Regions from separate parts of the Mus musculus genome. Here region 1 is linked to region 2. A link is a contact called in public Hi-C data. All regions are on one chromosome and are shown on one strand. Each heading gives the region's core, a stretch centred on a gene start, on an enhancer-like site or on the middle of the called end of the contact. The rest is flanking DNA. Distances are from core to core; before and after follow the strand shown. Region 1 has its middle 62 kb from the start of Gm33510. Region 2 has its middle 42 kb from the start of Pde7b.

Region 1 (4,003 bases), core at 78-2,577, 190 kb before region 2:
AGCATTTTAAGGAAGGAAGGTCTATTTTGACCTACAGAGAAGCAAGTGGAGACACAGAGAGAAGTTGGTCACATAGCTCCTCCAGTCAGGATCTTTTCTTTTCAGTTCAGTCCTTGGACACTAGCCCATGGAATAGTGGCTCCCATATTTAGTGTGAGTCTCCTACCTCAATTGAGATAATCCCTCATAGACTTGCCTAAAGATTTTTTTCCATAGTGTTTCTAAATCCCATGAAGTTGACATCAAGATTAATTATCACAGCGTGGTGGCAAGACAAGCACCTTCCCATGACTGGTGACTTGACTGCATTTTTAAATGCTTCAAAACCATATGGGACAATTTCTTTTTAAATTAGTATAAAATTGCAAATATGTGAGAAAACCTCTTCCAATGTCTGTCCTTTTTACTTTTCTATCACTGTGATAAGACACCATGACCAAAGCAACTTATAGAAGAAAGAGTTTATCTGGGGCTTAAAATTCCAGAGGGAGAGTCCATGATCTTCATGGTGGGGATCGTGGTGGCAGGCAGGGAGGCACAGTGCTAGAGCAAAGACAGAACTCATATCTTGATCCAGAATGACAAGGCAGAGGGAGGGGGAGGGGAGGGGAAGAGGGAGAGGGAGAGAGAGAGACTGGGAATGGAACAAAGACTTTTCAAACCTAAAAGCCCATCCCCAGTGACACAACTCCTCCAAGGTCACACCTCCTCACTGTTCCCTGACAGTTCCACCAAGGCTTCAAACATATGAGCCTATGGGGAGCCATACCCACCCAAACCACCACAATATTTTTTTTTCTTTTCCAAATGCAACAGTTCATAGAAATAGTCTTGGGACTGTAAATGTTTTGCAGTTTTTATAAAAGAAATTTAAAAATATTGTGCACACAAAAACTGCTTCTTCTGAACACATTAAAAATAGCATTGCCATTTTCCTCAGAATAAATAAGCAAATAAAAATAGATGGGATTACAATTCCTGGCTGTGAGAATTCTAATCTTGGAGGCATTTAAGGCAAATAGGACTAAGTACATCTACAATGTACTTTCCAGCAGAGAATGAAATATAGCTATGGTTCTACAAAGCAGAACACATGATGCTTCAACTAGGGCTTAATATGGATTTCAGAAAGCAATATTCAAATCAGTGATTTTTATTGCTTAGAAAAATTCATTTCCATAAGTTAAATGTATTCGTAACATTTTGAAATTTATTAAATTCTAAGACTTCCCATTAGCCTTGCCACAAATATTTAGCCATGCATGCTGCTGCCAATTGTAGCTCTGTCACAGGAAACTTGGCACGTTTCCAATCAGATGTCGCTACCGTGTCCAACACAGAACTCTTTAAACACGGACTTTCTATGCTGGAGGATCGTGACTCTCCAGATGAGCATATTTGAGAGAGGGCAAAGTAGGTAGCCGGTGCTGGGATTGAACTCAAGTCCTCATGCATGTGTGGCAAACACCTTACTGACTGAGCCTCTCCCTATCCCCTAAGGTTTTCTTTCACTTTTTAAGTATGTAATAATGTACTAAGGAAGATCATTAAATCTAATTAGTTTCTCTTTATCTTAATTTTTATGTTTTCCATATATTTCATCCTGACCGCAGTTTCTCTAATTTCTGAGTTTGTCTCCTTTACATGGGTGTTTTGTTCCTTGGTTCCTGTTTTTTCTCTGTTTTTTTTTTTTTTTTTTTTTTTGGCCAGAATGGCCTGTGGTTGAGTGGAGGGTCTCTGTGCGAGTTGGGAACTGGACTTCTGATGGCCAGGATGGCCTCTTTTTGGGCAGGGGATTTCTGTTCAAGTTGTGAGCTGGTGTTCTGTCTGTTGGTGTGGCCTCTGGTGTATAGCTGGGGTCCTCCACAGGAGCTGCGGGGCCGGAAGTTAGTGAAAACGGGGAGAGAGCTTATTGGAGGCAGGCTGTGGAGACAATGAGATGGAGGGCAGTCCACCTGTGAGCAGCCTAGCGAGGGTTCTGGGAGGAAGCATGGTCTTTGATGGATGGAATAGAGGTCTTCCACCAGAGGTGTGGGCCGAGTGGGGAAGGGACTTACTTGGTACTATTGGAGCTAACTTGGCCTGTGGTGGAGTAGAGGTTTCCTCTGGAGTGGTCAGACTTGATATGGTGATGAGGAGGGGCAGTTGGGCATAGCCTAAGAATTTCTTTTAACACATAAAAATTGAAATTTGTAGTGGTAGTTGGCTGACTGCTCTGTATCCCAGTGGGTCACATGTGCACACCTGGCTAGGAGCTATCTGGATTTGTGAACAGAACACACACACACACACACACACACACACACCAGTTAATTTTTGACATGCTTGACTAGCTCAAAGTTTGGGCACTCCTAAACCTTCCCCTGCTAGCAAATCCTCTCCTCCAGTACTCCTGAGACTCCTAACCCTTCTTCTCCCACCCCACACCCAATGGGGAAGTGGCCAAAGGCCACCTCCCCGAATTCTTCCATGGCGGCTTGCCTTTCTTTCCTGCAGCTTTCCCTTAGGTCCCATCCTTCTGCCCCTTCCCAGTCAAGGCAATTCTCTCTCTTTCTGACTCCTAGTTCCTAGCCCAGAAAAATCCAAAGGTCCTGCTGCAGTCTACATGCCCAGGCAGTGGCTGTTGGCTCTTTATTGATCTGTCAAAACCCAACTGGGACAAGGACCTTTGGCATTAACACATGCAGATTCCCAATTTGGGGGCTGGATTAATTCAAAGCATTGGAACCAGCCCCCAACAGAAAATGACTCAGATGTCGAAACAATCAAAAAGACTTTACTGGGAAACACCAACCAAAATTAAAGGCACAAATATGTTCAGGCATGCCTGAGATGAACCTAGTTCATTTTTCTCTGTATGTGGAAGATTGTCAAATAGCACTTCTAGGGAAATTCTTAAAACTCTCTGTACTCTAGTCTGGAAAGGGAGAGCTCTTTCTGTGTAAGGCCTATAATTTAGTTCTAGATTTTTCTCTGTGTTTTATTTTTCTTTCAAGATCATTTCATCTCTCTTCCATAAGACGGAATTGCCCTTGAATAGATCCACATGGCAAACAAATCAAAATAAAAATAATAAATTTTTAATATAGACAAAGGAAATGTAATAATAAATTCACATTTTAAGTTGGGAATTAGGAGTGAACTTTAGCATATTAGGATGAATTAGTATACAATCAAAATTGACTTAGAGCAACCTTTAAATATCTCATTAAGCAGGGAATTATTGATTTATACACTAATACTCATACACAGAAAACTATGATATTCCCAGAGCTGAAGAAAAGAACAAAAAAGAGAATCTGCATGCAAATAGCCAAGCATTCAAATGATTTTACTGTTAAGATAGCATCAACTTCTAAGCAGTATGTGGTATTGGGGACTATGACAGAGATAAGAGAGTTTTTCTGCTTGCTGTGGACTTTATTCCTTTGGTTTAACATCAAGATCTAAAAGTACAATATTTGTAAATAGATTTTTTTGTTGTTGTTGCTGGGGATTAAATAAGAATGGAGCAAATAAATTCTGTTTCTAGCTACATAAGGGAACTCTGTCACAGTACGCCTCTTGCCAGAAGCAGCTTAAAACTGGACCAAATATGTGGACTATTATGTTTAGACACCAAAGAAAAAGCACAACAGGGCTTTAATCCCTGAAAGGACAGAAACATGAGATGGGCTCTGAAATTCTACCAGCCTCTTTCCTGGCATCACTTCTTAGACTATGGTATAGAAGGAAGCCCCGCACAATACAGCAGTCCTCCTTTTGAATTCAGAGCCACTGAGATGTGGGAATTTGACAGTGTTGAGGGAGGCTTGGAAAGGGGAGGAGCTTCTGAAATCTGTAGAGATGCATCTTCCCTACCCTAGGAGTGCCTGGTTGACCAGTAAGCTGAGCATATGCAGCCTGAAAGTTCCTGAAGCAGAACTTTGAAGTAGAAGATTAAGCGTTCTTTGGAAAGTTGGTTGGATGGTATTTTTCTGGGGTAAACACATGAAGGAACATT
Region 2 (3,979 bases), core at 747-3,246:
TCTAGAGCACATGGTGGGTGCACGGGAGCCTACTTGATAAACCAGGCAAGTGTATTGTGGTGCCTCCTTACCTCTGGGTTCTAGATCCTTCTCACACCACCTGTATTTGAAAGAAATGTCTGTCCCAGGTCTCAAGCATACTGCCAATCTGGCTTAAGCACAAAGGAGGAATTAATCAAACAACTTAGGGTGTTTTATACAATTCAGGTTTAGTAAGTCTCTTGACCAGACTTAGGGAGAGCTAAAAGAAAGAAACAGAGAGCTTACCTCTGCATCTGTAAACCCTTGCTTTGTTTGCTTTTTCTCTGAGAGTAGGCTTGGACTCTTACATCCACACTTTCACATCTGTTTCTGTCTCTTTCCCCCGTCTCTTCCCCTTACTCCATAATCCACCCAAAAGGTAAAGTTCAGGAAGAGAATCCAGTTGGCCCAACCTTTAGTGTGCATCATCTGTCCAGTCAGACACAGCTGGGGGGCAGTTCCTGCGTTTCATGACCATCGCTTGGAGGAATTCAGTATTAAGAGACGCATGTTTCTCAAAGTGTAACATGCATACAAATCACTTGATTATCTTGTTTCAATGCAAAATCTGATTACATCTAGGATGGAGCCAGAAAGGATACATTTTAATCAGCATCCAGGTGACGCTCCTGCTGCTGCTCTATAAATCACATGTAGCAAAGTCATAGGAGATGAGCAGGCACACTTCCCAGACCTGATAAGGTCTTTTCTTTTCCTGTGCCAAATGTAACAGATGCCATTTTGTACCCTTCTTCTGCCTCCTGGATACTTGTCACCTCTTTTAATCAAAACTATGAAATATTTGTAATTTTTTTTCTTCAGGAAGGCACATTGTATACTTAAATAAATATCGAGTGGGATGGTTTTAGTTATTCTAGTAAGTAAAAAAAAATGTTTATGACAGAACAGACAGACATTGCACCCACTGTCCTGCAATATTAAAAGTACAAGCTTACAGGAAGTCTGAAGGACCCACGGATTCAGATCGCAATGCTGGGTCATTGCTAGCTGTACCTACCATGGGCTGAATCGACTCAGAATGGAGTGAAGTTTGTTAGTCATTGTGGCACTGCTGTGACAAATACCTAACATGAACCACTTAAGGGGAAAGGGGCTCGTTGGGCTCTCGGGTTGAGGAGCCAGTCCATCCCAGCCGTGAGGTCACGGTGATGAGAGTGAGGCAGCTGCTTGCATGGCATCTGAAGCCAGGAAGCAAAGAGCAAGGAATACAGCTACTCGGCCCACTCTCTTCCCTGTAATCAGTGCAGGACAGCCATCCCAAGAACTGTGCTGCCTACAGTTACAATGGGTCTTTTCACCCCAAGTCACCTAGTGTGCTTCCTCACACACATGCCAGAAATCTGAATTTAGGGTGATTCTCCATCCTGCTTGTCAACAAGGTAAACCATCACAGAAGATGATCAAAGAGACCTGTCCATTTCCTATGTAAAATCACGTAGGCATTAATGTTATATTAAGCCTTTGCACTTAAAATTACATTTTGGTGAGTGTGATATCAATTGATGTATTTCCTAAGAAATGCTAGCTCATTCTGTGAACAGAGGGGTCCACAGGATGGGCCATGTAAGATGCCTGGATTCTCCACATTGATGTAAGGCTAACACAATGCCCTTGTTATTCAATTTATTTTAAAGTCTGCAAACATTGTTTTAAGTCCAATTTAAATAAGTTGGCAAGGCATTGAAGTTTCCTAAGTGGGAAACTCTCTCTAATGTGAGCAGTTCAGTAAAATTCTTCCTAACTATTCTTTAGGCACTTCTCTTACTCTCCTTAAACTGGTGGGTCTCTGTAGACTTGCAGAGCCTCCCTGACAACTAAAGATAAAAAGGTATTGATCTTTTGTAGCAACACCCAGAATCCATTTCCAAATGTTACAGGACTTTGCCTTATGTTGCTAGTGGCGTGAAAATCTTGGAAAGGGGCGGTTGCTGCCAGGGGAGACTCAATGTTTACTCGGGTTTCTTCATTTCCCATATGTGAGTGCTTACTCGCCAAGCCAGAAGCACTTAGTCCCACCGACAGTAACCTCTTATGAAACAGACTTCCTCTGTGCACTGCAAACCCGCAGAAACAGAAACAAAGCAAATCAGCTTGGTCCATCTTTCTTTGAACCAGATGCTCCTAAGAGTGTGCATTGGGCAATTCTTTCATCCACCTAAGGCCAGCTCGAATGGGGGAAGGAGGAATGCTTTGAATAAGAACACAATTGCAGGAAGACTGTTCATCATCTAGGGCTGTTGATAACACAGCAAGCTTGAGTTGAGAATGACGCATATCAGGTCCCTGACGAAGACATCAAAGCTATTTATTACAGGACCTGGAAGTAAATTGGAGTCTCCTAGTTTAAAAAAGAAAAAACAAAAAGCAAAAACACCCTACAGTAATGTCATTCAGAAGGCAGCACATATTCAGGTTGACTTTGAACTTAGTAGCTCATAGCTCAGGTCTGTTAATATTGAAAAGGACTTTCATCTAGTCTAAGAGATATGGACATTTGCACTCTGAGCAGTTAATCATACCTAGTTGCTGAAATTGATTGACAAATGCTAGTATTAATTTTCCAATTAAAAAGACCAACCTGAGGACCAGCAATGTCCACATTTGAGCACATGGTGGGTCTTATACAAATTTATTCTAGATATTTCCATATGTATTACCATATGGAATTACTATACACATATGTATTTCCATATGTGTATAGTATTCATATAGGAAGCCAGATGATGATTTATAAGAGGAAAGAGGAAAGGATTCCCTACTATGGTTATAAATCTGTATTCTGGAGTTGTTGGATGAAAATGGTCCCTGTGAGGGTACACTGAGATAAGGTGCCTGGTGTCCACACAAAGCTGAGAGTCTCACCTTTCTATGACCCTACCTGCCTGTCCTCAACCTAATACATTCACATGGAGAGAGAGACAGACAGATACAAACACAGACACAGAGAGACAAACACAGACACAGAGAGACAAACAGAGACACAGAGAGACAAACACAGACACAGAGAGACAAACACAGACACAGAGAGACAAACACAGACACAGAGAGACAAACACAGACACAGAGAGACAAACACAGACACAGAGAGACAAACACAGACACAGAGAGACAAACAGAGACACAGAGAGACAAACACAGACACAGAGAGACAAACACAGACACAGAGAGACAAACACAGACACAGAGAGACAAAGAGACAGAGACAGATAAAACAGATGCAAGGGGAAATCACACAAAGGCTACAGAGGACGGAGAACGGAAGGAACTTTGTTCCACTGTGAGTAACCTCTTTCAAAATGGACTTCCTTCAGGGAATTAGACATCTGGACATCACCAAGGTCTCAGGTGTGCTGGAATGAAATTAACCCCTTCCTTTCACAACCTAGCCCTTTTGCTGCTAGGTAAGGAAAATCCCCACCGGCAATAATGAAAGCCTTCTAAGTAGCCCTTCCCCACAGCCTAACTGTTTCTCGGTACCATCTGCCTCTTTGCTTAAGCTGGGGAGACTGAAGGAAACTTTCTGAGGCTAGATGAGATAGATGAATGGAGTTTTCTGGACTGTCCAGGGCTGTGGCTTCTCCGGGTGTTCAAAGTTTTCTACCATGTTTTTCTACATAAATCTAAAGTCAATGGGCAGGAACTTAGAAAGATTGAGTAACTCATTATAGATATAGATTAGATGGATGATAGATAGATAGATAGATAGATAGATAGATAGATAGGCAGATAAACAAGATAAATAATATGTATATTATGTATATATACATATACAAAATCTTAAAAGCAAGTGGTATCATATTTTTTAAATTTTCCTATTTTTAATTCTTATTGAAAATAGATGTTTTTCATACAATATATTTTTATTATGGCTTCTCTTTCCCCAACTCTTCTCAGACCCTTGCCATCTCCCCAATGACCTAAATCTATATCCTTTTTT

What was found. A called contact is a pair of places that touch in the nucleus more often than the background predicts.
Region 1: a Hi-C map of liver shows a contact between it and region 2, with 2.0 times the contacts expected there. The contact joins two enhancer-like sites. A contact is called at or near these places in 2 of 484 Hi-C or Micro-C datasets (liver and nephron progenitors) and 1 of 115 datasets of contacts at active chromatin or transcription factors (embryonic stem cells).

Annotation. Positions count from the first base shown.
Region 1 is chr10:20,774,530-20,778,532 of GRCm38.p6, reverse strand. No RefSeq gene overlaps it. Among named protein-coding and RNA genes, the nearest start is that of Gm33510, 62 kb to the left of the region's middle. Within about 2 kb of position 1,327, at least 5 of the 459 cell types and tissues checked have an H3K27ac peak or open chromatin away from gene starts, as enhancers often do. A contact at or near this core is called in liver, where this site is marked.
Region 2 is chr10:20,588,403-20,592,381 of GRCm38.p6, reverse strand. It overlaps a transcript of Pde7b not described here. Among named protein-coding and RNA genes, the nearest start is that of Pde7b, 42 kb to the right of the region's middle. Within about 2 kb of position 1,996, at least 31 of the 459 cell types and tissues checked have an H3K27ac peak or open chromatin away from gene starts, as enhancers often do. A contact at or near this core is called in liver, where this site is marked.